Linked DNA regions of Mus musculus: all the other regions are linked to region 4. The links are chromatin contacts, called in public HiChIP or PLAC-seq maps. All regions are on one chromosome and are shown on one strand. Each heading gives the region's core, a stretch centred on a gene start, on an enhancer-like site or on the middle of the called end of the contact. The rest is flanking DNA. Distances are from core to core; before and after follow the strand shown. Region 1 overlaps Gm11999 (predicted gene 11999). Region 2 overlaps Ikzf1 (IKAROS family zinc finger 1). Region 3 overlaps Ikzf1 (IKAROS family zinc finger 1). Region 4 has its middle 28 kb from the start of Gm11998. Region 5 overlaps Ikzf1 (IKAROS family zinc finger 1).

What was found. HiChIP or PLAC-seq counts read pairs in DNA pulled down with a chosen protein or histone mark.
Region 1: a CTCF HiChIP or PLAC-seq map of CD8 T cells shows a contact between it and region 4, with 10 read pairs. The contact joins two enhancer-like sites. A contact is called at or near these places in 1 of 15 datasets of contacts at CTCF or cohesin (CD8 T cells) and 4 of 115 datasets of contacts at active chromatin or transcription factors (CD8 T cells, the SCID.adh cell line, bone marrow-derived dendritic cells and 1 more).
Region 2: a contact with region 4 is called in an H3K27ac HiChIP or PLAC-seq map of thymic regulatory T cells, with 7 times the contacts expected there. The contact joins two enhancer-like sites. A contact is called at or near these places in 4 of 484 Hi-C or Micro-C datasets (CD4 T cells, bone marrow-derived macrophages, embryonic stem cells and 1 more) and 12 of 115 datasets of contacts at active chromatin or transcription factors (the 230-238 cell line, CD8 T cells, Th17 cells and 7 more).
Region 3: a contact with region 4 is called in a BATF HiChIP or PLAC-seq map of CD8 T cells, with 7 read pairs. The contact joins two enhancer-like sites. A contact is called at or near these places in 1 of 15 datasets of contacts at CTCF or cohesin (CD8 T cells), 13 of 484 Hi-C or Micro-C datasets (CD4 T cells, CD8 T cells, the G1E-ER4 cell line and 8 more) and 15 of 115 datasets of contacts at active chromatin or transcription factors (the 230-238 cell line, CD4 T cells, CD8 T cells and 11 more).
Region 5: a CTCF HiChIP or PLAC-seq map of CD8 T cells shows a contact between it and region 4, with 7 read pairs. The contact joins two enhancer-like sites. A contact is called at or near these places in 1 of 15 datasets of contacts at CTCF or cohesin (CD8 T cells), 4 of 484 Hi-C or Micro-C datasets (CD4 T cells, CD8 T cells and bone marrow-derived macrophages) and 8 of 115 datasets of contacts at active chromatin or transcription factors (CD8 T cells, DN3 thymocytes, the SCID.adh cell line and 5 more).

The regions. Positions count from the first base shown.
Region 1 is chr11:11,655,821-11,661,567 of GRCm38.p6, forward strand. The region is part of intron 1 of Gm11999 (predicted gene 11999); the gene reads right to left. Among named protein-coding and RNA genes, the nearest start is that of Gm11999, 27 kb to the right of the region's middle. Within about 2 kb of position 1,516, at least 103 of the 459 cell types and tissues checked have an H3K27ac peak or open chromatin away from gene starts, as enhancers often do. A contact at or near this core is called in CD8 T cells, the SCID.adh cell line and memory CD8 T cells, where this site is marked.
Region 2 is chr11:11,762,656-11,767,965 of GRCm38.p6, forward strand. The region is part of intron 7 of Ikzf1 (IKAROS family zinc finger 1); the gene reads left to right. Among named protein-coding and RNA genes, the nearest start is that of Fignl1, 44 kb to the right of the region's middle. Within about 2 kb of position 3,651, at least 56 of the 459 cell types and tissues checked have an H3K27ac peak or open chromatin away from gene starts, as enhancers often do. A contact at or near this core is called in CD8 T cells, Th17 cells, pro-B cells and 2 more, where this site is marked.
Region 3 is chr11:11,738,130-11,743,268 of GRCm38.p6, forward strand. The region is part of intron 3 of Ikzf1 (IKAROS family zinc finger 1); the gene reads left to right. Among named protein-coding and RNA genes, the nearest start is that of Ikzf1, 55 kb to the left of the region's middle. Within about 2 kb of position 3,727, at least 39 of the 459 cell types and tissues checked have an H3K27ac peak or open chromatin away from gene starts, as enhancers often do. A contact at or near this core is called in CD8 T cells, DN3 thymocytes, T-cell acute lymphoblastic leukemia and 9 more, where this site is marked.
Region 4 is chr11:11,526,572-11,532,220 of GRCm38.p6, forward strand. No RefSeq gene overlaps it. Among named protein-coding and RNA genes, the nearest start is that of Gm11998, 28 kb to the right of the region's middle. Within about 2 kb of position 2,345, at least 75 of the 459 cell types and tissues checked have an H3K27ac peak or open chromatin away from gene starts, as enhancers often do. A contact at or near this core is called in CD8 T cells, DN3 thymocytes, the SCID.adh cell line and 12 more, where this site is marked.
Region 5 is chr11:11,722,729-11,727,795 of GRCm38.p6, forward strand. All of the region lies in intron 3 of Ikzf1 (IKAROS family zinc finger 1), which reads left to right. Among named protein-coding and RNA genes, the nearest start is that of Ikzf1, 39 kb to the left of the region's middle. Within about 2 kb of position 3,038, at least 45 of the 459 cell types and tissues checked have an H3K27ac peak or open chromatin away from gene starts, as enhancers often do. A contact at or near this core is called in CD8 T cells, DN3 thymocytes, the SCID.adh cell line and 3 more, where this site is marked.

The DNA of each region.
Region 1 (5,747 bases), core at 266-2,765, 130 kb after region 4:
AAGATCCCTAGCACTAGACTCCATCTCCATGTCCATTTTTGCTTATTATGTTAAGACATACTCTTCCTACATTGCTCCAAGTGGCCTTGATCTCAATCTATAGCCCTAGAAAGCCTTGAACTTTTCCATCCCCCGGCCTCATCCTGCAGTGTACCTGGCAGTATAATCCTTCTCACCAGGCTTAACCATATGTTTTTTTTTTCCTTCAACAACCCTTGATTAAAAAAAGAAGTCAATTAGACAAATCAGACTCTAATATCCTTGGTGGTATGGCAAAGAAAAGTACATGTTTGGTGTGGTGAACATGCCAATTAACCTATTTGACCAGTATGTATGCTTGTATCAAAATATCACAAAACATCTAAAAAATGAACAATTTCCCTATGTCAATAAAACTAGAATAAAAAGCATTACAGGCTACTTTAGGAGCAAAGAATTGGCTTCAAGTGTGAGCATTTGGTTATTCAGATCATCTTAGAGAGACCATCATTCCAGGCTCTAGGCTCCTGGGCTGCTTGTGCCTCAAGAGATGACAAATTTCATCACATTAACCCGGATCCTAACTGTCCCCAGAGAGATAGATTGAGGACCCGAGGACAGCGAAGAGCAGGACATTTGGTTGTACAGCTACCATAGGGCTAGACTTACACTAGGCCACAGGCTTCCTGTGGGAAGACAAAGTGGGCAGCTGGGGCCTACACTGCCTTGCTGGTTCCTTCCACCTGCTTGGAGGGAATTTACCACTGGCCCTTCTTTCTGCACTCCACTGCCACCCACACATATGACTCTCTGGCAAGCCTCTGTCACATGGTGCTCATCTTCCTAGACACAAATTTGCCCTTCATGCTGATTTCCCGGTGTTTCTAGTTAGATAAGTGATTCTGACCAGGAGGGTATCACTTTGTGCCTTGAAACCAGGAGTGCAGTTGCTTTCCAGAGCTTCCACCTCCTTTCCCCTCTCCAGAGAGGCCCCTTCCGCAGACACTGGCTTACCCCTCAGTTTTCATCATCTTGTCTTGTCCTATTTAAATCTTGTCATGGAAAAAGGAAATCAGAGGCTAGTAATCACAAGCTTTCCTTGAATACACACACACACACACACACACACACACACACACACACACACACACACACCGTCGTCTGGATCATCCACAACCTGAGCTGCCACAGCCCTGACACACACATTTCCAGACATTAGGAATTAAGGGCTACATTTACATAACATTAAAGTCACTGTCTACAGGCACAAAATAAAGTGAATGGCTTCCGATCTCTGCCCCCAGAAACTGGTCTGTGGGCTTCTGCGTTTCTGGCCACGTGACCTTATTAGATGTCTATTACTTGTCTGGCTGATAGCTAGCTGCTCTGCTTCCCCAGTCTAACTGCATGGGAGCAGCAGGTCAGACCAGGCTGCAGGAGCCAAACTGCCAGAATCCGTATGAAGGGAGTTAGGTGGGGCCTGTCCTATCTCATCTCCCCAGCATGCCTTGCAACTACAGGAAGCCACCCACCAGTATTTCAGAAACCACAGGCTCCTGCGGTTCTGAGAGCCCCTGTCCTCTGTGTCCTTAAAACATACACACCATTTAATGTCTCATTAATCACCTTCTTTTACATGACTCAACTGGAGCCAGGAAAGAGCAGTGTTTACCCTGACCCAAGGGCAGTTTGGCCTCCTGCTTTCCCATTCAGTTGTGAGCAAATGTTTCAATAGAACACATTCCCAGGGCTGTGTGCTAGAATTTTATGCCCTATAGTGTGCAGGAAATAACCCATCTCTTGTCATGGACATAGGCCCTGGAAGAAGAGCTGTACCAGCAGTATCTGTCCTCCATCTCTAGTGCTTAGCAGAGTTTGATCATTAGAGGGACAGAGCCTATGCTTGTCAGTTTGAGGTCAGAAAGGCCCTGGTTTCCCTCAGCCACCTGGTTATAGAACAAGAATAATAAGAACATTCCAGACCAGAGGCAGTCAGCTGGGCCAATGGCAGATCTGCAGCTGCCATGTCCGATCTGCCTGTGGTTCCTCGCTGACAGTACCCAAGCTGCCTAATCACAGGCTGGAGTCAGGGCGGCTGTAACTCCAGAGCACTCCATTTTCTCTGACCAATCACCTCTCTCAAGAAAGCCCCAAGGTGTCTGTGCTCATAAATTCTCCAGCAGTTGGTGCTACCCAGGTGGTAGAGATGAGATATCCGAAGGTCCAACTACCATAACTCACAAAGACCAGACATATGAGGCTTTGTGTGTTGGTAAACCCAAGCCACTGCACCTTGTCTTTCTTTTAGTCATCCACTAAGCCTGCCAGCATGGCAGGATTCCTGGACGTGCCAGTGTGCAACAGGGTCCATCATATCCTGAGGTCACAGTCCTGAAACCAATTTGTCTTAAGTTTCTGTTTTGTCAGGGAAGTCCAGTGGAGCAATGAAGCTTGCACTGAGCCAATACTTGAGCACCTCTTTTGGCCAAATTTTCCTTCAGCAACCTACCTAGCAGCAAGGGGACCCAGGACATGGGAATGATTTGGACCTATATAGTGAAGGGGAAGAGTTGAATTGAATACTTGTGTGTGTGTGTGTGTGTGTGTGTGTGTGTGTGTGTGTTTGTGTGCGCGTGCGTGCGCGCACGCGCGCACGCGTGTGCACCCGCTATCTCTTCTGCATATTCTCCTGGCCAAGGGATATACCACTCAGTGGCCCAATAAAATGCTGTTACAGGGGAAGAAGGAACCTTAAGCAAAAGAGGAGAAATGTGTTTTCTACATGTTTTTTGAAGGAAGAGATACATATTTTTCACTATCCCATGAAAGTTATGTGCCAGACAGATGCAGCCAAGTAAGCTATGAACCCCAGGATATGTTATCATTGATGGGATAATGGCTCTTAAAGCCTTGGGTGCAGTGGTATGTTTAAGAATAGTTCTTTATAAGGGACGGGAAATAAGGAACAAAAGTAAAACACAAGTTGCATGCAGCACTGAAATCTCATCTCCCACCTGTCGCCTTTTTGACCTGTGTGGCTTGACAAATCCAGAGCCTTGACCAGCAAGTTGCTCAGGCTTCCTCATACTTAAAAAACAGGATTAAAAATATTGTTGAATATTTTGAGTCACATTCTCAACGCCTGTGTCTAAAATAAGGCCCCAATTTTGCATCTGCAATTATTTATGCCTGGAAATAAGGAAGTGAAATTCCCACCTACTGGAAGGACAGTTGACAGGGCCACTCAGCCAGGCAAGTGTGGCTTAGAGCAGTGCAAACTGCATTGCACGTGCAGGGGAGATGCAGGAGCCTGATCAGACAGCTGCACCAACATTGCTACCCAAAGCTAGACAGGGATCAGCCTGTGACCTTCACTAGAAATTTGGGAACAGACAGGCACAAGCTTCAGGGACCTGTCGAGATTAGAAGGAGCGAATCTTCAAGAAGGACTGGCCTGTGTAGGATGGTGGCCCATGGTTAAGGAGTTCCCACAGCCTATTAGGACAATGTCCTCTTCCCTATCAGAATCCTTCCTGTACATCTCAGGGTGTAAGTAGGTTTGAAGCAACTTGTTGTGCTTCCCCTCTTGATACATGGACATGCTGGATTTCCTATACAAGACATTGCTAGCCAGCATCCACCTCTGTGAGTGGTTCTTGTGCAAACCTCCTATGAGTTGAAATGAACTGAGCCTAGCACTAACTCTACTGTCAAATATATCAGTGCCCCACAGGTTGATATCACTGGGGCTCATGCTACCATAGCTATAGTAGTGAGAGTGTAGGATTCCCAAAAGAAGCCAAGACCATTTCATGGAGGCCTGTGGAAGTCAAGCTTTACTTTAGGCTGCAGTTTGAAGAAAAATATTCTCCCTCCTCTGGTGGCAGGACACTAGCACCCAAAATATGGACTGGAAAGCTAAGCCTGTCTAAAAGCCTGAGCTTTTCCTGGCCCAATCTTCTTGCAAGTCCAGACCAGGTTACAGACTGACTTACAAACCTGAGCAGCTTCATCAAGACCCTGCCTTCTCTCTGGAATGACTGGTCACCTGCTGCAACTGGGCATCTAGGATCTCTTGGCCTGCTGTGGGTTCTTTGTTCTCTGCTGATCATTGTAAATAAGCTTTAGAAAATAACTATCGTTTTATGAGGAATTTAAGACTTAGCAATTATTTTAAGAAGAAAGTTTGGGCCCCTAAATCTGGACTCTGTGGTTTGTTTTTTGGTTTGTTTGTTTGGTTTGGTTTGGTTGTGTTTTGTTTTGTTTTGTTTTGTTTTAAGAACAAATCGAAATTGTTTAATTCAGACTTATTCCTATTATTTTTAAAAGAATAAAGAGGCCAGAAAGCATCATTTTTACAAACCATTGCCCTAATATCACTGTCTGCTTATGAAGCTACACAGGCAGTTAATGAATTCCGTAGGCTCCCTTCTCTCCTGTCAGCCTCTGTAGTCATTTACTCCTCTCACGATGGTCCATGATAATACCTTCTGATAACTGTCAAGATGTGTTCCACTGTGAGAGCAAATGTTTCTCTGTTGTTTTAAATGCTTCTGTTTTCCCAGTGCTGGTTAATTTTGTTTGTGTCATTTAGAGCTTTGATTTTAGTCAGCATTATTAATAATTTACTCTTTAACTTAATGGGACTGCAGAGGGGATGAGACAGGTCTGGTTCAAGCAGTGTGAGTTCCCTGTTATGGACAGCTATGGGAATCTTGTGTGTGTTGCCAAATGCATTGCAGAGTAATAAATGTATAACGAGCTGGGCTGTCTGTGCGTGTGCTAAAAATGAACATAGAATTAAGTAAAGGAAGTATTGCCACTATTCGGCCTCTGCTATTAAAAAGCCCAATCTGAAAACCATTACAGGCTGCAGAATTGACTCCCAGGAGTATACCTCATATGCAAACAGCCCACGGCCACACCTGGAAGCCTTGTATTATCTTAAAAGTGCTTGCTTCTTAAATAAATTCATCGGAAGAGGTCCTGAGCTGTGTTCAAACATGTGTGCCATCTTTACGTTCCATTCATTTGGTGAAACATGGTCTAAACAGTACTATCAGTGGGCGTGAAGGGGTTAAACAGTAAAACCTCAAAGGCCTGCAGCTGCTGTAGGTGGGGGTAGACAGAGTCAGGGTGGAATGGAGAACCACATTCACAGTAGGTGGAATGTGCCATGGTAAGAACCCTGTTTCTCCTCACACTAAATCCTGTGGAGATAATGCCTTCAAACAGGAGAGAGAAAGTCATGGTCAAGTCTGAAGAAAGCTGCCAGAATGTTCTAGAAAGGCTACACTGTAAGAAAAATAGTCCTCTTGAATTCAGCTGCAACCAAAGCTATATAGATACAAGAGTTTGGCCCTGCTAAATACAACTGCATGTAGTAACAGAGACTGGGATTTCATTTAAGTTGAACTTTGCACAAGAGAAGAATATCCATTGTGATGCAGAAAAGCTGGACAGGAACCAGGACACTTCAACAACATAGGAAACCCTAGTAATTAAGACACTGACCAAAAAAGAAAATCAAAACGCTCCGTGTCATCTCTTCAATTACACACTTTGTGTGCATTACCAGGGCTCCAACTAAAGGAACAAAGAATGGTGTCAGACATAGACTGAAGACCCAGTAGCTATTCTCATACGTGTAATCAAAAGTCACTTTAGCTTTTGCTATCAGTAGTAATGCAAATTTGGTAGACCACTGCAAGAATGCAGCCTAGATGGACCACATATTGGTATTCTTCATGACAACTGTCCACACTCAT
Region 2 (5,310 bases), core at 2,401-4,900, 240 kb after region 4:
AAAACGTTGGTGACGGGGGCTGGTGAGATGGCTCAGTGGGTAAGAGCACCCGACTGCTCTTCCGAAGGTCTGGAGTTCAAATCCCAGCAACCACATGGTGGCTCACAACCACCCGTAATGAGATCTGATGCCCTCTTCTGGTGCGTCTGAAGACAGCTACAGTGTACTTACATATAATAAATAAATAAATCTTTAAAAAAAAAAAAAAAAACGTTGGTGACACACACACACCTTTACAGAGCACCTACACTGAGGCAGAAAGACAGAGGTCAGGTTCTAGGAGTTGATAAGAAGGAGGGGAAGAAAGACCACTAGAAAACAAAACAGAAACCACTTATTAGAAATATTGTTCATAGACTTGTCTCTCTGTGTATGAGCTTTTGAACCAAAAGAATGAAGGAGACTTCATATCCTGATCAAAGAAAGAGGCAATCTTGGTCAAGGAGCCAGCTCTTGGATGGCTGGGGCTTTAGAAAGTATGAGGTGCAGGGCCCTATCTTCTCCCTGAGGAGTGCACAGAAGACAGGGACCATGATGAACTATCTGGGAGACTGGCAGAGATGAAGCAGCAAATGTGTTCAAGGGTTGTGAAGAGTAACTGACCTCAGGAGGCAGGGTGTGACTTCCTCTTTCCAATTAGGAACCTGAAGAGTGCCACATGCCTTAGTAATGAGCATCGGCAGTGCCCTGAAGCTTCAGGAGACTTCCAGCCAAACAGAGCATCTGAAACTTTGTCATGGCTCTCCTGGGTGAATGGGCATTGTCTTGATTCACACGCTCTATGTGAAAGGGATCTACAAAACTAGTGAAGCAATGCTGAGAGGGGAAAGCGATCTCCAGGGGAGAGGTTAAACACAAGAGGAAGTGGCCTTGTGGGAACAGGAGGACCAGGATAGCAGAAGTGAAGTGTGCAAGGAAGGGCTCCCAGCAGCTGTGCTCTGTTGGTGTCCCCCAGAGGTGGTTGGCAGTTCACACACTAACCAGTGCCTCTTCCTGCTCTCGTGTCTGCCTTCCTCTCAGTGCTACATGACGACATTCCTGTCCACCCTTCCTACTGTGTCACAGTTTTCTCCCTAAAATGAAGAGAATTGGACCTCAAAGGCTGCTCCCCACATTTAGGATGATATCGTTTTGTGTACTTGAGATGATAGATAAATAGATAGTAAGAGTTTTGATAGAACTATTTCATGTTTTTTCAGAAAACCAAATGCAACATCCAGAAATTACCAGTATTAAATTAGAAGAACATCATTGTAAATATCTTCCTGCCATATATATTTCAGTGGACAGGATTAATAATAGGTGGACTACAAATAGAGATGTGGAGGAAAGGCCTTTAAGTTCCTGAATGCGCCACCTCAGAAAGATTGCAGCTGCTCTTCCCTGGGCTGGAGGTGTTGCCTGGCTTCCCCTCTTCCCGTGTATTGATTGAAAATCAGTTCACAGTGGCCACAGCATATTCAACATGTCCTAGGAGATAAAGGCTCCTCAATGCACAGTCATTCCCAACAGGACTTGACTTTTTTAAAAGGATGACTATCAGGGAAAAAAAATTATTCTAAAAATTACTTTAAAAACAATCATTTTTATTGCTTTTATTTTTACATTGTACATTTCTATTCATATTCTATGCAGAAATCATTATTCTTATATAATTTAGATATTCATCACTATATATTTTAACAGGTTACAGAATCAGACCCTGGTCTCTTAGGCTCATTTTCGTTTATTTTGATCAATCCCTTCATTGAATACACTTTACATTCAAGCACCCTTGTAGACATTCCATCTCCATCTCTGCTTTGAGTTTGAGGATGTCACCTGTCACCTCTCTACAGTAACCCCAGGAGTACGTAGCCTCTGGCCACTCTTCCTTCTCTGACATTGGCAGATTTTTCTTTGTTGAATTATGTGGGTGCCAAGTACAACCTGACTTTCTTTTCTTTGATATTACTTTTCTCCCAAAATATGTAGTGTTCTTTCCTTGGGCCTAAGTCAACCATCATCAGTAAGAAGCTCTTTGGTGTTTTACAGTCTACATGAAATGTAGCCTTTAAGAGTGAGAGGCTCCTTTCTTCCTCCTTGTCTTTTGGAAACATTCCTTTACATAAGTACCAATTGTTCTATCTAACATGACTTCTATTCAAGAGTGCTGGTTTTCCATAGACTGGATAAATTGTCTCCCATGTCTGTTAGCATTTTGCTATTTTAATTTCTTTATTTTTTTAAGTTTACTTACTGTTATTTTATATTTTTCCTGATTTAATTGAGTTCCTAGCAATGTTTATTCTAGTGTTTGCTATTTTTAACTCATGTATTGAGTATGTATTGAATTGGATTTGGTTTTAATTCCTGAGATCTAAAATCTCCCTTTATTCTGGGTTGTTTTTTTTTTTTTTTTTTTTTTTTTTTTTTTTTTTTTTAGTATTGTCTTTGAATAGCTTCAAAATCTGACTGCTTGCATATTCTAAAAACTAAAATAGCTAAAACTTGAAAAAAAAATTTTACCCCATGTCATGAAGTAATTATGCTTCATTGCTCCTCTTCCTGGAATTAAGTTTCTTTTTCCCCTAGGATGGACTTTCTGGTTTGTCTTACTTCCCTTCTTGCCAAAAAAATATTTTCCCTGTAACCATGGCATTTCTTTTCATCCTGCTCATTCTACTTGGTCTAATGAGGCTTGACTGACATTTCAACATTCTTCCCATTGTACCTGAGACTTTTCCTATGAGAACTATAAGTTTTTTAAATCCTGAAAGAATGCCAAGGATGGTGTTGGGGGAGTTCAGGTGAGGCCAAGTACATACGGCTTCTGTTTAAAGTGTTCCCCTTTGAGAGCTCTCTCAGAGTTTTCAGATTTGGTGAAAGCTCTAAACCAGCAGATGATGCCTTCTGTCTCCACAAGGGACATCTCAGGGCCTACTTCCCCTGAAGTACAACTCACCAAGGCCTTTGCTTGTGTGCAGGGGAGCCAGCCCACATGCTAAGGTCTCTGGTGTCATGTGCTGCCTGAAAGTGGAATTTTCAGCTCCATCATCAAAATGAGGAGGGCATTTGCCCATTGGAACTCTGTCAGTGTGAGGGTTTGGAAGGAATGCTGAGAGTGTTGTGTTTCTAGAAGTGACATTACCCAAAGCTTTGTCCAGTCTCAGGCAAGAATCTTCTGTACCTTTCCTTGGTCATATGTAGTTGAATGTAAAGTAGAAATAAGAAGATGGATGGATGGATGGATGGATGGAATAGATAGAGATAGATAGATAGATAGATAGATAGATAGATAGATAGATAGATAGGATGGATAGATAGAAGATAGATAGGAGGGAGACAGGGAAAGAAAGGGATGGATGAGTAGATGGGATGGATAGATAGATAGATAGATAGATAGATAGATAGATAGATAGACAGACAGACAGACAGACAGACAGACAGACAGACAGACAGATAGAATAATAGATTTCACTGGGGCACTGGAGGCTTTTATAGCTTTTAATTTTTCACATTTGGGTAGAGAAATTCTACAGGTAGATTTGTCACGCCATGCTCATCTGGAATGTATATTGCTTTCTTTGCAACACCCACTTCTTGAAGCAGCAGGCTTCAGTGGTTGCTTAGAAAACCACAGAACCACAGCTCTGGGGAGAAACAGGAAAGTACCACCTCTGGTGAGAGAACACAGACTTTTACAGCTAACAGAACTGGGCACCAGGCCACACCCTCCTCCTCCATTGCTAGGGTTTGGTAGTAAATGAGATGCAAGTACAAGAATGAGTTCCTCATGTCCACATAATGAGATGGGTTCTCACCAAAACCACAAAAACAAACAAACAAACAAACAAACAAATAAACAAAACTCCCCCTTGAGTGGAGAGAGGAATCCCTTCATGGTTTCTACCATCCACTACACGTGGCTTTTGCTCTGTCCAGTTTCTGAGAGTGTGTAGCTGGACATTAACACGTTTTCTTCCTGTAGCCTGAGGATCATTGTATGTCGTTACCAGAGTATGCGTTGGTTCTGGCATGAGTAGATGAAAGCAAATGAAATCAAGCCATTGTGTGGTGCACACCCAGGAAGATGAAGAAAATGCAATCAGGAGGATACTGAATCAGGAGGAATATATTCCAGGGCTACTATAGTCACTGATTATTTTTTCAAGGACTATGGTTAGATTTATGAATTGTGGAATACTTTTCCTACTGTAGATAAAGAGTTTGGGGGAAGTGCTGACCTCAGTGCTGGCATGAAAGACACTGGGATCATCTTCTACCACCACTCCATCAGCTGCCTTCAGGTACCACCTGATTGAGCAGCCTGTCACCCTGGTAGCTCAGTCTGTTGCCCCACTGTGGCTGGGTAGTTCACTTTCTTCAGACCCTTCACCAGTGCCCCTTTTTATTTGAATAAAGTCAGTCTAGTCTAAGGTTCCAGTGTATGATCCCAGCTGTACTTGGACATTCCCTATGCCCCCAAGAGCTCTGTCCCCTGGACCTTTAGATTGTCACCAAAGCCCCAGGCTCTCTGTCCCCTCGGGATCTTCACTGCTTCTGTTTCCAACAGTAAGATACAAAAAGCCCCAGCTGGCTCTTATGAGATGAGAAACCTATGCAACACTCTGGTAGCAAGCCTTCCTGAGCTCGTGGGATTTCATAGATAGGGATGGAGTCTGCTGTCATCATTTAGTGTGTATCTCTCCTGCTAGCTGTGTATATCCAAGGATACATATCCATTCTCACTGGCTTTCCTTTTAGTCCCACTGTTGAGCCAGACATATTGAAGAGAGGAAAAAGGCATTGTGGGAGGTGAGGTATAAAAGTGCATCTGATTCGGCAGACTGCCAAGTGCCTTCTTCTCGCTGAGAGGGCACTCAGTGACTACCTCTGCCAACAGGAATATAAACTATCCATTTACTGAATGAATATCTTCTCTGGGTCATGATTTCACATCAATGTATTTGGAAAATAAATGTTTAAGGAAATTCATTTTGTTTCATTATAAAACATTTTACTCCAAAATTGTATCTGAAGCCAAATCTGGTCTCATCTTCTTCCATTGCCAGGGAAGATTTGTGTTAGCCAGATTTTCCATTATGATAGGGAAATATCTGAGATGTCCAATTTGTAAAAAAGAAGAGGTTTGACTTAAGCCTTGGGGTATCCTTCTTCATGACTGATTAGCCCTATTGTGCTGACTCCGTGGCAGGAATGTTGTCTTGTGGCTGTGAAGCAAAAGGGAAATATATGGGGGTCAGAGTTCCAGGACCCCCTTTAAGAATAAAGTCCCCCAAGTCTAAAATCTTCTCATTAGGCCCTTCT
Region 3 (5,139 bases), core at 2,477-4,976, 210 kb after region 4:
AGGCCAGCATGGTCTACAGAGTAAGTTCCAGGACAGCCAGGGTTATACAGAGAAACCCTGTCTCAAAAACCGAAGAAGAAGAAGAAGAAGAAGAAGAAGAAGAAGAAGAAGAAGAAGAAGAAGAAGAAGAAGAAGAAGAAGAAGAAGAAGAAGAAGAAGAAGAAGAAGAAGAGGAGGAGGAGGAGGAGGAGGAGGAGGAGGAGGAGGAGGAGGAGGAGGAGGAGGAGGAGGAGGAGGAGGAGGAGGAGGAGGAGGAGGAGGAGGCGGCAGATGGATCTCTGTGCATCCAAGGCCTGCCAAGTTTACATAGCAAGTTCTAAGACAGCCAGAGCTTCATAGTGTGATCCTGTCTCAAAAAATTTTGTTTTTTAATCTGTGCTATTTCATAAAACAGTGGCTTAAAGCTGCAGGTAGACTGTCTGAGAAAAGAGGACAAAGCCAAAAATCGCACGGTGCTCCCTAGGTCCCATTGTGGGGTGAGCTGCTTCTGATGGGATAGTGTATAGACAGGGTATCACAGGGCAATGAGCTTGCACCTGAAGATGGCTGCAAAAGAGCAAGCAGCCAGGAACTGTGTCCTGATTCAGAGCTTCTATAAGCAATCTGGGAACATTATCCAAGGTACTCTCAGTGACCCCTGAGCTTCCCGCCTCTGTGTGTACATGAAGAACACCAGGCTTAGCTGTGAGGACCACAGAGCAGGCACAACTAGGCAGTTGTATTTGCAACACCCTGCAAGTTATTAGCTGGCCACGTGTTTGTCATTCGGGAAACTCTGTTGTAAATGCAGTCACCCAGTGTGACCATATTCAGGCAAGTAAACACATATGCATGGGGGTGCACACTTAAGTGTGTGAATGCAGTGGCAAAACTTACACATTTCCCAGTGCCTTACAACCACCCAAAAGAAGGCTGCTTGCAAAACTCTGTCTTTTGAATTATGAGGGTCATGTAACTAGCTTTGACTTTAATTTTCGTATTTCTGTGCTAAACACCAAAAACTTTACTTTTCACATTTACATGCTAAACACTATGCTTAATGCAAAGTATAGACCTTCCTGTGAGCCCAAGATCCCTTACTGCCAAAACAGTGATGGTGTCTACCTCAAAGACCCACAGTGCAGCTTAGAGGCTGCCTGTGGAAAGCAGTTTGTGTGCACCTGACAGACCCACTGAGTTGCTGCTGTGAGAGACTGGATTTTAGCATAGATCGGGGGTTTGCTGTTTGCCGTAATTCCTACCCACTTAGAACACCATAGAATGTTTTTTCTAAGTCCAGCCATTGTATCTGTATCAATTCCACTTTACTATGCCAGACAGAACTTAGCAACTGGTGCTATATTTTGCTTTTAAGCTTTTGGTAGATTTTTGGTTAAGGATGAAAATTAGCAGATTGACTTGAGTTATGGTAGACAAATGATTAATTCTTTTGAAAGGGACTCAACATTTCATGACCCAGCATCATGGTCTTTACATTAAATAGTAAAAATGTAAACTCCAGGCATGGCAATGAACACCTGTAATCCCCACAGTAGCAGAGGGAGCAACAGGCGGCCCACCCCTGAGCTTTCTGGCTAGCCAGTGCAGTTGGATTGGCAATGTACAAATTCAGTGAGAAGCCCTATCTCAAAAGATGATGATGGGGGCTGGAGAGATGGATCAGCGGTTGAGATCACTGACTGCTCTTCCAGGGGTCCTGAGTTCAACTCCCAACACCATAATGGTGGCTCACAGCCATCTCTAGTGGGATCTGATGTCTTCTTCTGGTGTGCCTAAAGACAGCTACAGTTTACTCATATACATTGGATAGATAGATAGATAGATAGATAGATAGATAGATAGATAGATAGATAGATATTTTTTAAAAAAAAAGATTTGATGGTGATGATGGTGATGGTGATAATGTCTAGAGCAATTAAAGAAACATCAGACGTTGATGTCTCCACATATGTATCCACACAACTGCACATGTACTATCCACATACATAAAGTTTTTCACGGGGAAAAAGGGAAGGTTCTGTGGCCAAACAAATTTGAGAAACAGTAACTTAAGCAAAGTTTGATAACTATGTCTTTTTCCTGAAGTCCATCAGCCTTTTTTTCCTGCTGAGTCAGTAGTTGATCCCAGAAGTTTAATTTAGCCAGCTACTTTGTGTATACAATTCTGGCTGACATTTTGGGAAAGAAGTCATGTGAGCGTGCACCCGGTGTGCATGCATGTACATATACACACACAGACACGTGTACAGAGTATAACAGGTCTTAGGAATTGGAACTCACTAGGAACGGCCTGCGAAAGACTACAAGCACGGGGCTTGGTGCCATTTTCAAAGGCAACTACTAAGCAATACGGAAATCTGGTAGCTCCTTTTGGAGCAGCAATTCCCTATCCAACAGGCAGATGGGAAATGTTTTAATTTTCTCTGGATACAATAAAGAAAAGACAAAAAAAAAAAAGCAAATGAAGAACGTTTGAGGGGCAGACTACCCATGAGGAAGCACACTGATTGTGCAGACGTGTGCTTTCCCGTGTGAGACTGTGATGTGGCCAAGAGCACACTCAGCCAGTACTACTGAATGGTTGCTATTGGTTCTAGGATGTTCTAGGCTGTTGAGGCCGTCGGAGCTTGCTCACAGTTCAGAGGTCCTGCTCTGAGGAGTGACTTTTCTGTAGCTTGTCTGAAGACAACAATAACAAATTAGCAGCTAACTGGTGGTTTTACATAATAACATTGCCTTTTGAAAGCAGCACTGTCTTCTGCACTCTTGTGTCCGTGATGATTTGACAACCTGGCTTTCTTTTTGCCTTCTCTATTGCAGTTGCATATGGGGCTGATGGCTTTAGGGATTTTCATGCAATAATTCCCAAATCTTTCTCTCGTAAGTATATGCTTTGCTTCTAGAAAACAGATGTTCATTTCATGGTCAGTTCCATCACACAGACACCACCACTTGCATGTTCTCTCATCAACACCTTCCTTTATAACTTGAAAGTGACATGGACTAAATGTTTGCCATTCTATCATTAAACACCCAGCATCCAGTGTGTCATTGATACAATAAAGTGCAAAGACAGAGGGTGAGGGTGTTGTTTGGTTTTTGTTTTGCTTCTGAGGCAGGGTTTCCCTATTATTCCTGGCTGGCCTAGACTGCTCTGGGATGCCCAGACTCATCTTAAATTTGCAATGATATTCCTGTCTCTGCCTCTGCCCCTGCCCCTACCCCCTCCCTCTGTCCCTGCCCCCTCCCCTCCCTCTGCCTCTGCCTCACCAATAAGGATCAGATAGTGAGAGGATTATAGGGGACTTTTGGGATAGCATTTGAAATGTAAATGAAGAAAATACCTAATAAAAAATTGGAAAAAAGAAAGAGAGAGAGAAAGAGAGAGAGAGAAAGAAAGAAAGAAAGAAAGAAAGAAAGAAAGAAAGAAAGAAAGAAAGAAAGAAAGAAAGAGAGAAAGAAAGAAAGAAAGGTGAAGAAAGAACTAATGTAGCCACAGTGGGTGTCTCACTGGGAGGCTGCTCAGCAGGGTCCTGATTAAAACTGTGATCAACAACTTTGTGGTCCATGCTTCCTGTCAGCATCAAACAAACCAACATCTTTTCAGATAACTTGTGCAATTTTGTGTGACAGGAAAAAAAAAAAAGGTGCACCCTTTTTCCCTTGCTCTGGAGTGCTAACCTCAGAACAGAGAAGAAAAACTCATGGGTTTCCAGCCCATTCTTCTGTGGTGGCTCGCCACGTAAGCATGCACCATGTTAGCGTGCATGCAGCCTACCAGCTCTCCTCGGAGCTGCTGTGCCGAAAACTATATGGTAATTTCATCTCTTAATACATTGAAAGTTGAAAATGATAACTATATTTGAGCAACCATAAGGAGTATTTTCAAGAATAGAGAAGGCTTTTTTTTAATGCAAATAAAATCAATGCAAAAGAGTTACAGGTTGTTAGACCCCTTAGGTCTTAAGCCTTCAGACCTTGTATCAATAAAATGTTTAATCTTATGAAGCAGCAGCAGAAAGCAGAGTGTATTGGCATCACTTTGAGAAGAGCTTTGTCTGTGTGTCTTGCTTCAGATCAAACCAAAGCACACTCTACCACCAAATTACACCCTAAGACCAGCTTGCTGACATCTTACTACTCTAATCTTAATATTGAGATGTCAGCCGCGTTAGGTTTATGATGTCCTGTTATCAGATATTACTTGGGAAGTACAGTACTTAGCAGTATCCATCTCAGGATGCTCCTGGTCAAAGGCCAGATAGACTTCCCTCTCCAGAATATTAGAAGTTTGCTAAGATATTTCTCCTATTAATTATTTCTTCAGTTCAATGTGAAGGTAAGAATTTGAGATTTCCTTCTTCATGTAAGCATGTATGTTCACATAACATATTTTTATGTGTGAGCTGTGAGTGTGCCAGGGCAGGAAGTCATGTTAATTTTGAGCCTGCCAATCACAGTTTTGAAATGTTTTGGTAAGTCAAGTGCACATAAAGGTAAGACAGCACATTCTAAGACACATTTTCATTAAGCCTGAGGAATGGGCAAAGCCCAGCATTACCTACTGACCAAGCAGATGGGTGAGGTTTTCAGGATGGGAAAAAATGACAGTGGGAGATGTTCTGAAACATGATAAATGTTTTCATGTTTTTCATGTCTATCTGCTTATAAAGATTAGTTCATAGTAATACTATCTCTTTTTCTTTCTCTCTTCCCCTCAGTTGTATCTTTCTGGAACAAATGGTTGGTTGAGCCTCAAGTCTCCGCCCAACAACAACCAAACTGTTCTGGGCCAATATCGCCACCTTGTGGTCATGCTTGAGAACTGACCTACAGGCTTCCTTCTGGAAGTTAAAACAAACTTTTGGCCTCCTCTGCCATCTTTATCCCATTTTGAGTCCCTAGATACCCCCCAAAAATTAAATATGCCTTAAAATTCTTCTTTCTTAATAAGTTTTCATTTTCTGATCTATTTCCATCTCTGACTTCATTGTATTTGAAGGCTAAACATCAAATAAGATTATTTCTAAAATAGGCTTGATTAGGTAGAAACCCTATTATTTTAACTATTTTTAAATGATATTAAGTCATGCAATTTGTTCTAAATAATGCTTACAATTTGTTCTGGATTTGAGACAA
Region 4 (5,649 bases), core at 1,095-3,594:
TTCTTTCCATAATGTACCTCTTAAAACACATTATTAAGTCCTTGAGAGTATCACCTGTTATACTTTGATTCTATTTATCCCCTCTCCCTAACTCCTCCCTGATCTACTGCCACCCAATTCCATACCCATTTTGTTAGGTCTTTGCCCTAGCAACAGAAAGACACCAGTACACATGTTACCACACAAAGATGTCTCCTCTTGTCCTCCTGGAGTTTCTCTCCTGTCTTTACTGAAGTGCCAACACATGAACAGATTCAGGTCTACAAGGAGATAGTCAAGCAGAGTGAGCCATCAGCCAGTCTTGCTGCACGCATGCATTTCTCTTTGCCTTTGTAAGAATGTGTATTCAGTTCATATATCTGTGTTGATTTGGTGTGGTCAATACAAGCATGGCTGGGTGAGACTGACTGTGTCCCTCAGGAGCTCTTCTTTATCCCCCACTGGATTTTATTACCTTTATTATTTATTTACATGGGGTTGGGGTGCACCATGCCATGCATGTGATGATCAGAGGACAAATTACAGGACTCAGTTCTTTTCTTCCACCATGTGAATCTCAGGGATGAAACTTGGCTAAGCAGACTTGGTCACAGGCACTGCTTCCTACTGAACTGTCTTACTGACATTTCCCTTCATTCAAGATGTGTGAACTGAATACACATATGTGTTCTTTAATTTGAACCAAACTACATTTTCTGTGCTCACAGACGAGAGCAAGAGGAACTCAGATACCATGGTGCAAGCAGCTAAAACTTCTACCGTACAGCACCAGTGATGGGTAACCTATCAAGCCACTTTCATAGAAACCCTATATACTGTGATGTCATTAGTGATATTATCTTTACAGATCATGACATGGAGCTCTAGAGGGGTGGATCATTGCAGAGTGGTACTTGACTCAGTGGTCTTGGTTACTACACAAGGAGAAAGGGGCCTTGGAAACAAACAAACCGAGAGGAAAGGCTTAGCCGGAGCTGAGTAAGGACTTCTGGGGCAGTAAAGATGAAACTCAGAAGATACCTGGGTGATGCACTCTAGATCTTGAATGCTATTATGCATTTTTCATGACTAATTAATGCCCTGCTTTCCCTGTGATTCTATGGGGCTTGTGTTTACTCTTTCACAGTTAATTAAACTAATGCACCATCCCTGATAGCTATGCAATTATATTACCTAAGTGCTTTATACATGGCTGGATCAACAATCACAACAAACAGTTCAGTTATCCACACTACCATCAGCCGATGTCCAGGACAAAATCGAAAGAGATCGCTTTACTGATTCACCCCTGAGGAACCTAGATCAGAGGACTGCATTCTGGAGGCCGTGGGACTCTGGAGGCTCTGGAGGCACTGGTCACACTGCAGCAAGCTTTGTCAGGGCCGGGGATTCCACTCACCTCCATTCCCAGAATGCCAATGGTGTGTCTTGTGCTCCACCACTCTTTGAAACTTTCCAGGAAAGAAATCCTGTCACCTTAGCAGAGTTCCTCATCCATCCAGACACTTCCGTTAGAAATTCATTTTTGTGTATAATAAATTGCTTCTACTTGGCGGAAAATCATTTCTCGCTGTTATCTCTGCTATCGTGACTTCTGCTGCACTTTAATGGACTTCACCTGATTATACGCTAGTCATTAAAAGCTTAGTCCAGGGTACAATGGTATCTTATGTAGAAGGATCCATGAGAGCTTTATAGAGGCTTACCAGCCACAGCCTTAATTTTACTCATTCGTCTTAATTTTTTGTAATCATTTTTTGTAAAGAGGGTATAATGTCAGCCTTGCTTCCCGGCCTCTGACAGATCCAATCTAGCAGATAATTACCATAAGGAAATTGATGCTTTAGTGTGCAGGAGAGAATTTAATTTACTCAGACATCCTCCAGTACAATGCATTCCAGAAGATATGAGGATTTAAGTTTTTAAGAAATTAAATTTTACTATTTAACATGATTACTTATGTTGAACATCATTAACTAGCTTTTTTAACTGTTTGAAATAATTACAAGCACACTTGCTATGTCTAAAATCCAGGCTCTGCATTAAATATGGGTTAAGGATCCATGAAATGAAAAGAAAGACCTGCATTCTTTTTTCACCCTCTCCCATCTTCCAAAAACTGCTTTTAAAACATTCAGAGCAAAGCTAAAATCGTCCTTCTGAAGATACAGACTCCTTTCGGCACACAGCTTTAAAGCGTACTTTAACATAAGTGTTATATTCTCTGGTTTGGCCGGTTTTAATTTTTAAATCTCACTGGGTCCGGTGTGGGGCGAGGTTCTCAGTATGAAGGAGTAGAAGAAACGGGAAGCGTTACGGTAGGAGGTGGTTATGCTGGTGCACTTTCACAAAGGCAAAAAGGATGGGTGAGCAGGAAGAGATACCACTTCCGGGGCTTGTTCATTTTTTATAGTCTGGAGGGAAAGAAAACACACACACACACACACACACACACACACACACCTCTCAATGTACACAGGGCCACATAAGATTGAAGAACAAAGACAAGATATAAAATAAGCTCAAGGAAGCCAGGAAGGCCCTTCGTCAGTGCAGCTGTGTGACCAGAAGCTCCCGGGACCTTTGCGTTTCTTTGAGTCCTCTGCCTTTGTGAACTGATTCCCAAAAGTTCCTCAATCCTTTCCTAAATGTGAAGTGAAACACTCAACAGGAAATTTCTGGACAAAGTCTGCCCAGAAGTTCCCTTTATCCAGTGCCTCTCCACGGTCACATTTCCTCTCGGGAGAAGCCAGAGCCTTCTGCATCTGCTGCAAACCCTGTGACCGTTTGAGGAAGAGTGGGGATTGCCCCAGGGTCCTCGTTTAGAATTCCCCCAACCCCGGGTGCGGAACCTGGGGGCTGTGGTGGTCCTGCTCAGTGTTGCCTTCTGAATACATGTAGTGGGCTCTCTTCATTGCCAGGTCCTGTCCCTGATGTCTGCCAGATGGAAGTTGGTACATGCAAGCATGGTGCATACATACTGCCCTGTCCAAGCATCTGAAAACTCAAATATAATTTGACTCAGGAATATACTTGAATATGTGACTTTAAAACAAAAGGAAGTGAATCTGCATGTTAACATGTAGTGGGTGCTCCTGGTTTGAAGAATTCCCATGATACAGGCTCAGGACAAATTCTGCAAACCCATAAACCTACTGATCCATCTTTCAAAGCATCTTGTGAGGTAGATACTCCTCTCCAGACTTTACAATGCAGAAAATGAGACTTAGATGAATGGTTCTTGTTTGTTTTTTTAAAGGCATTTTTATTCATTCTTTGTGAACTTCATACATTTGTACAATGCATTTAATCATTCACTCTGAGTCCTCCCCTAACTCCTCTCAGATGTGCTCCCACTATCTGGTCCCCTCTCAAATACTAATCTGTGCTGAAATGAGAACCTTACCCTCCTTCAAGCCAATCTAACGGAATTCCTCTTGAGCTGCTGCTTCATTTAGTTACAATCAAGATCTATCATCTATTCAATCATTTCAAATTAGTCAGTCACTTATTCACAAACATTTGCCAATAACCACCCCATGCAACTGTGCACTGAAGATGCTAGAGGCATTAGGGATGCCAGATAAAAATTAGTGCCTGTCGTAGCTGCTCACTGCTCCCTATGTAGAGACACATCTCTAGGGACCCAGGAACACAACCATCTTCCAGTCTGAATTGCAAACACAATAGGAAAGGGCCCCTCATACCCTGGTTATTCTTTTCCCAGTTCACCACACTGACTGCATCCCCCAACCCTGACCACAAAAGCACAAGCCAGAGCTTCCTCTTTCCCATAGGCAAACTCTTGCCAGTGTGGGGTCTTCACATCTGCTCCCAAAGAAAGATATATCTTTCAAACACTTCAAGTTAACCATTCCACTGACGCATTAGTCCTGCACTGAATCTTCTCTCATCTGGTTCCCTAACAAGAAAAGGAAAGTTGTTTATGCTAAATAGACCCAGCCTTCAGAGTCAGAGTCAGCCTGTGAATTCTGACCTGCATCCACAGCTAGTTCTCCTTCCTAGGGTTTAGGGAGGAACATAGCAACTCAGACACAATTCCAACCTGGTTGAGATCTACTTAGATGACACAGATTAGACATCTCACATGGCAGCCATTCGACACCAAAGAATCACATTTGTCCTCAGAAAAAATAACACAAAATAGTGTATACATTATCCCTGAGACTTACCAGGGAGAGTGGAGAAAACAGTAGGCAAGAAGAGCATCTATCTATTAATGCCTCGCTTTCCTCCTCCCCTCCCTACACAGATCCTCCTGAAGCCTAATATAGCCTGTTTGAATATTTATTTGCAATCCATGTGTTCTGAGATTTAGTGAATGGAAAATTCCTTCAGTTTACAATTGCTAATAAAATGTTTTTAGGACTTTAGTACATAAGAGATTGATTACCAGGGCCATTCCTACACCTTATAGGACACTTCTTTGATTAGGTTAATTTATAAATAACTACTCCCCAGAGTCTAGGTCCTTGATGTAGCCCTTCCCATCTGTCCTGTCTGTCACTCCAGGTCCAGTGCCAGACACAGAGTAGAGTGTGGCTATTTGGAAACAAAAATAAAAGAATGAGTAAATTTGAGAGTTGAAGTCTCAACTTCATTGTTTTTTGAATGTACATCTACTCTACTGGGCTCACAGCTTTGTGGCCTATCATTCATTCCCTCAGCCTAGCAGTCTTCAAACCCTGATGGTAGCTGTGTACAAATCACTCAGGGCAAGCAGGCCACAGAAAGATGGCACTCCCTCTGTATCCCCCAGAGGACACTTCAGAGACAACTACTGATCTGTGTGAACTCCTTTAAGTCAGTTGGGGTTAATTCTTGAAATTGATTTTTTCCCAAACACCAAAATAAAGTGTTTTACTTTAAAAATACAAAACTCAATGTGGTCTTTCCTAGAAGGAAAAACTAGACTGCACCCTTGGAGGAACTGTGCTTGGATCCACCACACCCTCCACATGAAGTCAGACCTGGTGCATATCCCTCCATTATCTGGCTTTCTGCAGATCTGAACTCACATTCTATCAGAAGTTGGTTTTATAACCCCAGTAGAGCAATAGAGACACCAAGACACCCACAAAACTTTCAACCCAAAATTTATCTTGTCTACAAGAAATGAAGGCATGGGGGAGGAAGCAAAGACTGAGGGAATGACCAACCAATATCCCACCCAACTTGACCTATCCCATAGGCAAGCACTAATTCCTAACACCATTAATGATACTTTATAATACGTGCAGACAGGAGCAAGTTGTCTTCTGAGAGGCCCCATTCAGCAGCTGATTCAGACAGATACAGACACACACAGCCAAACAGTGGATGGAACTTGGGACTCTCATGAAAGAATAGGAGGAAAGATTGTGGGTCCTGAAGGGGTTAGAAGCACCAGAGGAAAACCAACAGTCAACTAACCTGGACCCTTGGTGCTCTCAGAATCTGAATCACTAACCAAAGAACATACATGGGCTGGACCTAGGCCACCCCTTACATATGTAGCAGATGTGCAGCTTGGTCTTCATGTGGGTCCCAAAAAACCAGAGTAGAGGCTATCCCAAAAGCTGTTGCCTATGCATGGGGTATATTCTTCTTGCAGGGCTGCCTTATCTGGCCTCATTGGGAGAGGAAGCA
Region 5 (5,067 bases), core at 1,788-4,287, 200 kb after region 4:
CATTCAAAATCCAGTTCTTTAAAGGGATCCAAAACAACTAATACACTTCAGTTAAAGGAGTAAAAACATCCAACTGCCCCTGCACTGTTCAGTTCTCTTATTCCAGTGGAGGTTATTTTACAAGGAGATTTCTCCATCAGGTCTTGTATTGAATTTCATTTTTACTTTGGCAAATTAATTTTCTCCTGAAATCCGTGTTTTCTGGAGAAAGGTTTGGTACCATGCCACATAAGTGTGTCAAATCACTCAAGAGCAGATGGTTTACTATCAATGCACAAAGAGTTCTTAGAAAGGTTAAGTGAAGGGGAACCAGGTAGAAAGAAAGCTTGATAATAATGGTAAGTGGAGAGGTGGCCATGGCTGTTGGTACAGCCCTCCTGGTTTGTGTTAAGTGATGTTCCCTTGGTGCTGATGGAGTTCCTTACCCATTCTTCAGGCTGGGGAATCTCTCTTGAAAGAAATAGGAGCTGGCCAGAAAGGCAGAATGTTTCGCTATAATTGAGATATAAATTTTAGCTTTGGGTTTAGAAAGAATGGCATAAATCCCAAGATTTTCCTTCTGTATGTATGCTGGGGCATTACCAAAATGATACCCTTGCTTGATTTCTCATCTGTCACTCACACCTCCACACTGGTAAATGCTGGCAGAAATTGTTTGAGCTTGTCAGAAAAGTTAAGGTCTGAAACTGTTGCATTCAGAGGTACCACGCAATCTCTTCAGACCCACATGTGTCCCAACCAGGATAGGAGGTTTGCTGATCAGAGATGCCCCCATAATTGGGCTGTTAGTAATAATCTCACTTCAGGAAAGAAAGCGAGAACAGGGTAGGCATGTTCAGAAAGCTATCTGGTACATATTCTTTGAGGTAAAGCATCTTTAAAAGGTACTGCTTCCCCAACACTATGCATGAAGACTTGAAGAAGAGTAAAGTGCTTTTGAAGAGTATGGGTATCACCCCACAACAAGCAGGGACCCTACTTACTGGAACAATAAGCTGGCCACCATTTTGTTTCAGGAACAAACCAACTAGACCACTATAATAGATACGGATGCCGTTGGCAATGTATCTATAGGTAGATATGTAATAAAATAAATGAGATAGGCTGGAGCAGCTTCAACGAGCGGTTGTCATGTTTAACAGCCATTAGTAGATGTCCAGTCTCTCAGTAAGATCTATTCACACTCTGAAAAATGTGCTGCCAAGTACAGGGAGAGGTAGCACATGGGCCATGTGGGATAGGGTTGCTGTAGGAAACCTTGCCTCTGTGCTGTAGACAGGCAGATTCCAAGCGCATGCCCAGGGACCTGGCACAGGCTGAAAGAGTGGTCACTGTATGGAGTTGCCAGATGCCATGCTTGCTTACCTGGCTAGTTAGCTTAAGGGCTTCATTTTCTGATCTTTGGCAGAAAATCTCTCACAGGACTATGGATCCAAGTTTTCAGATTCTTTAGGCTGTCACTGACTTTTTCTTTGTTGCTATCCAAAGAACAAATACTTGTTAAATGCCATTCTGAGGCCAAGTAGCTGCCATCTAGTCTAATTTTGTTGGGGACATACTTGCCAGGCATATAATGAGGAAAATGGGGGTGAATGAGATGAGCTTGAGTTTTTCTGAGGGGGCAGGATATTTTAAAAAAAAAAACCTGCAATGCATACAACAAGCAAGGAGAGAAATCAGTTTTGAGGAGACATATGTAGGTCTTTAGATGACATATTATGTGTCTTCAAATATGGTGGAAACTGGCTTGCCGGCTTTGGCTTGGGAGTGACTGAAGGCCATTGAAGGAAGGCTTGAGTCAGGGATAGTCTTCAACAGGTATGAACAGGCACCCAGGATATGTAATGTTGAGAGTGACTTGGGTGGCTTTCTCATGATCAAGTGATCCCTAGTCTAAAGCATTTGTTCTGTCACAGCCTTTTCCAAGAAAGCTGAGAGCATGACTCATCCTTATTAAAACCACTTGTGGCTAGGCTGAGGCAGGAGGATTGTGATTTCAAAGCAGCTGGGGCTACACAGCAAGACCCTGTCTTGAAAAGGAGTAGAGAAACTGTCACACTGAAATTCCTGATTCTTACATGTTAACATCTTGAATGGATAAAGGTATGACTCAGTGGTAGAGTACCCATCTAGCTTGTGCAAGGCCCTGGGTTCAATCCCCACTCCTGTGAAAACAATGAAGAGTGGGTATGTTATGGCATTGATTGAAAATAAGCAAGGGACATTTGAGGACCATCCAGGTACAATTTGAGTCAAGACTCTCAAAGCAAGAAGGCCTGTGTGTTTCAGTTTATAAAGGTATTCAGAGAGCCATAGGGTTGGAAGAATCAATATGAAATAAAAAAGCCAATTTGAAAAGGCAAAATGATTCCCCAATGAGAAATACTTCATCAGCTACAGGGAGCATGTCATGTAGAGCATGGCTGCCCTGGGGTGGACTTGGAGATGGTTCCTGAGTAACTGTGCTGTGGCCTCAGTCTCAGAACTCAGGGCTGACACCCTGGGATACTTGGCCAGGTGGAGACATGATGTATTCTGTACTTTGTCTCCTTGAGCTTCAAGTCTGATCCCTGCTACCGGTAGTGCAAAGACCTACGAACTTTCCTCATCACCACTGGTCCAGACCCTCTGGCTGCTGCCGTAGCTTTGCAAGCTATGGTTAGCACCCTCCTAGAAATCTAGTGTGCCAAAGCAAAAGCCGCTCCCACTCTCTACCCTGCTCTTTAAAGAGTGTGTGCTGTGAGGGGCCCTGCAGCTGCACTACAGACCCTCAGCAACTGAATGCTGCTCAACGTTGCCGAGAGGTGCTAACCTTGCCCACAGAGAGCTCTGCTCACTCCTGACCGTTAGAAATGTGTCACCGAAGTGTGAAAATACTTATGCTGTTAGACTTCCCATCATTTCTTTTCTTTCAATCCCTCTCATTTGCATGGGTTACTCATAAATGTAGATCTTGGGTATGATTTGTACAACTGCCCTGCTGTCGGTCTGTAGGAAAGCCTTGCTGGATGGGCTTGTCTCTGGCCTTCATCTACAAGTGCTGGGTGCAAGTGAGTCACAGGTGGTGCCACAGGCAGCTGGCCTGGAGCCGGGGGTGCAAAACACAGAGTGATAGTCGTTTGACACAATTTCAGCTCTCAAACCTGCTTTGTAAATGAAAACACTGCTTTTGGACTAAGTCATTCTCTCTGATTCCCAATTGTTCAATTAATCTATGTGTGTTAACACCTCTCTATAACATCATAGATAGTGCCTAGTAATGAACTCTGCGAGTTCAGGCTGAGGAACCCTGAATGATCCGCCACTCTGCAGCTGTTCAGGAGTTGTACCCTTTTTGTGATGTGGTGAACTCTTTGAGGACTTCAGCACTGTATTCTTAAGATACTGAAGGAGTGGGTTGAACTGTAGTAACAACAAGGATTTTGCTTTTTAAAAGGATGTCCCTGCATACAGCTTAGCAACCTTGATTGAACTCAGCCTTTCATGGTTACACCTTAAGGTTGAAACCCATTTCATTTCATCATTTCCCAGAAGGGGCACTCAGTTCACCCATTTCCTGTTTTTAATCTCAGGTTGTTCTGTGCTTGTTCCACATCTACTCTCCCAGTAGCATGGCTATGGAAGCCAGCGTCACACTCTTGCCCCACCTGGCATCTATGCATTTTGCACATAGCTGCCATCCGTTCTAAGCTATCTGTGCACAGATCTGTGGACAGGGCTGGCTGTTCCCCTGGTGTCTGGTGCCATGGCCACTCATGGAGCTCGTCACCCCAGCACTGTTGTGCCATGTCTGACACACAAGCTCTCGTCTCCCTATGTACCACAGAGTCTCTTTAGTATGTCACAGAGGTGGACATGGTGGTTAAGACCAAAGCTTCTAAACTTGCTCCATCCTATTTCCAGTGGACTTGAACCACTGTGTGTAAAGAATTTTCATTGACTGTGCTTGATACCTCCTGCCCCGACAGTCTTTAAAGATGTGTGTGTGGGGGTGGGAGGTGGGGGTGTCTGTGTGTGTGTGTGTGTGTGTGTGTGTGTGTGTGTACTTGCACACGTTGTTGTTGGTAATGATGTTGAGTGAGACCAGCACATGACTGGCATGTGGTATACAACTGAGCCATGCCCACACATCTACATTCATGTACCCACCCCTTCAGCGTGCCCTTCCCTGGCCTCCCATGTAACCAGAGTATTGACCTGACCCTTTCAATTCTGCTCAGGTTTCAGATGGTTAGGACCCTAGGGACAGGAGCCATGCTTACGTTTGTTAACCCACAGGTCCTGCGGTCCACCAAAAATAAGTTGCCTTGCCTGAGTAATCCTGGCTCTAAGCTGTCTTCTCTGTTCTCATACTGAGTCCTGTCTCTTCCTCTGTTAGGCTGCTGGAGATTAGATAAGAAACCGTCTTTCCCCCCACCCCCACTACAGTCTGTAAAGCAGGGTCCTCACCCTCAGAGTGGGTGTCTCAGGGATTTGCCAGGAAATGCATGAGTTTCACTTCAGAACTTTGCTTATCTGGGTTTTAGCTGTTGTTTCTTTCCCATCCTGGGACCCTTTTCACTGCGAGGTGCAGTTGGATGTGAATTACTGAGTGATGGGGTCGGGCCAGCTACAGAGCTACTGCTCTTCTTAAGAGTGTACAAGTTCTTAGCATCGTTAGGCCACAAGACTGTCACTTTCAGCCTCTGGTGTCTTTGGATTCTTCCTAGTTAAGCTTCTGTTGTGTTTCTGTCGCTTAAAAGTGACAGAAGCCTCCAAGTTGATGTCCAAATATGTTTCTGTATTTGTAAAGGATGTGTTTTACAGGGGCTGGAGAGATGGCTCAGTAGTTAGGACACTGACTGCTTTTCCAGAGGTCCTGAGTTCAATTCCCAGCAACCACATGGTAGCTCACAACCATCTGTAATGGGATCTGATGCCCTCTTCTGGTGTGAGTCTGAAGAGAGCAATAGTGTTCTCATATAACATAAAATAAATAAATCTTTTAAAAAGAGAGAGAGAGAGGAAAGGGGAAAAGAAGGATGTGTTTTACTTGGAACCCTCCTTGGCATCCTTTGGCAGCATCAG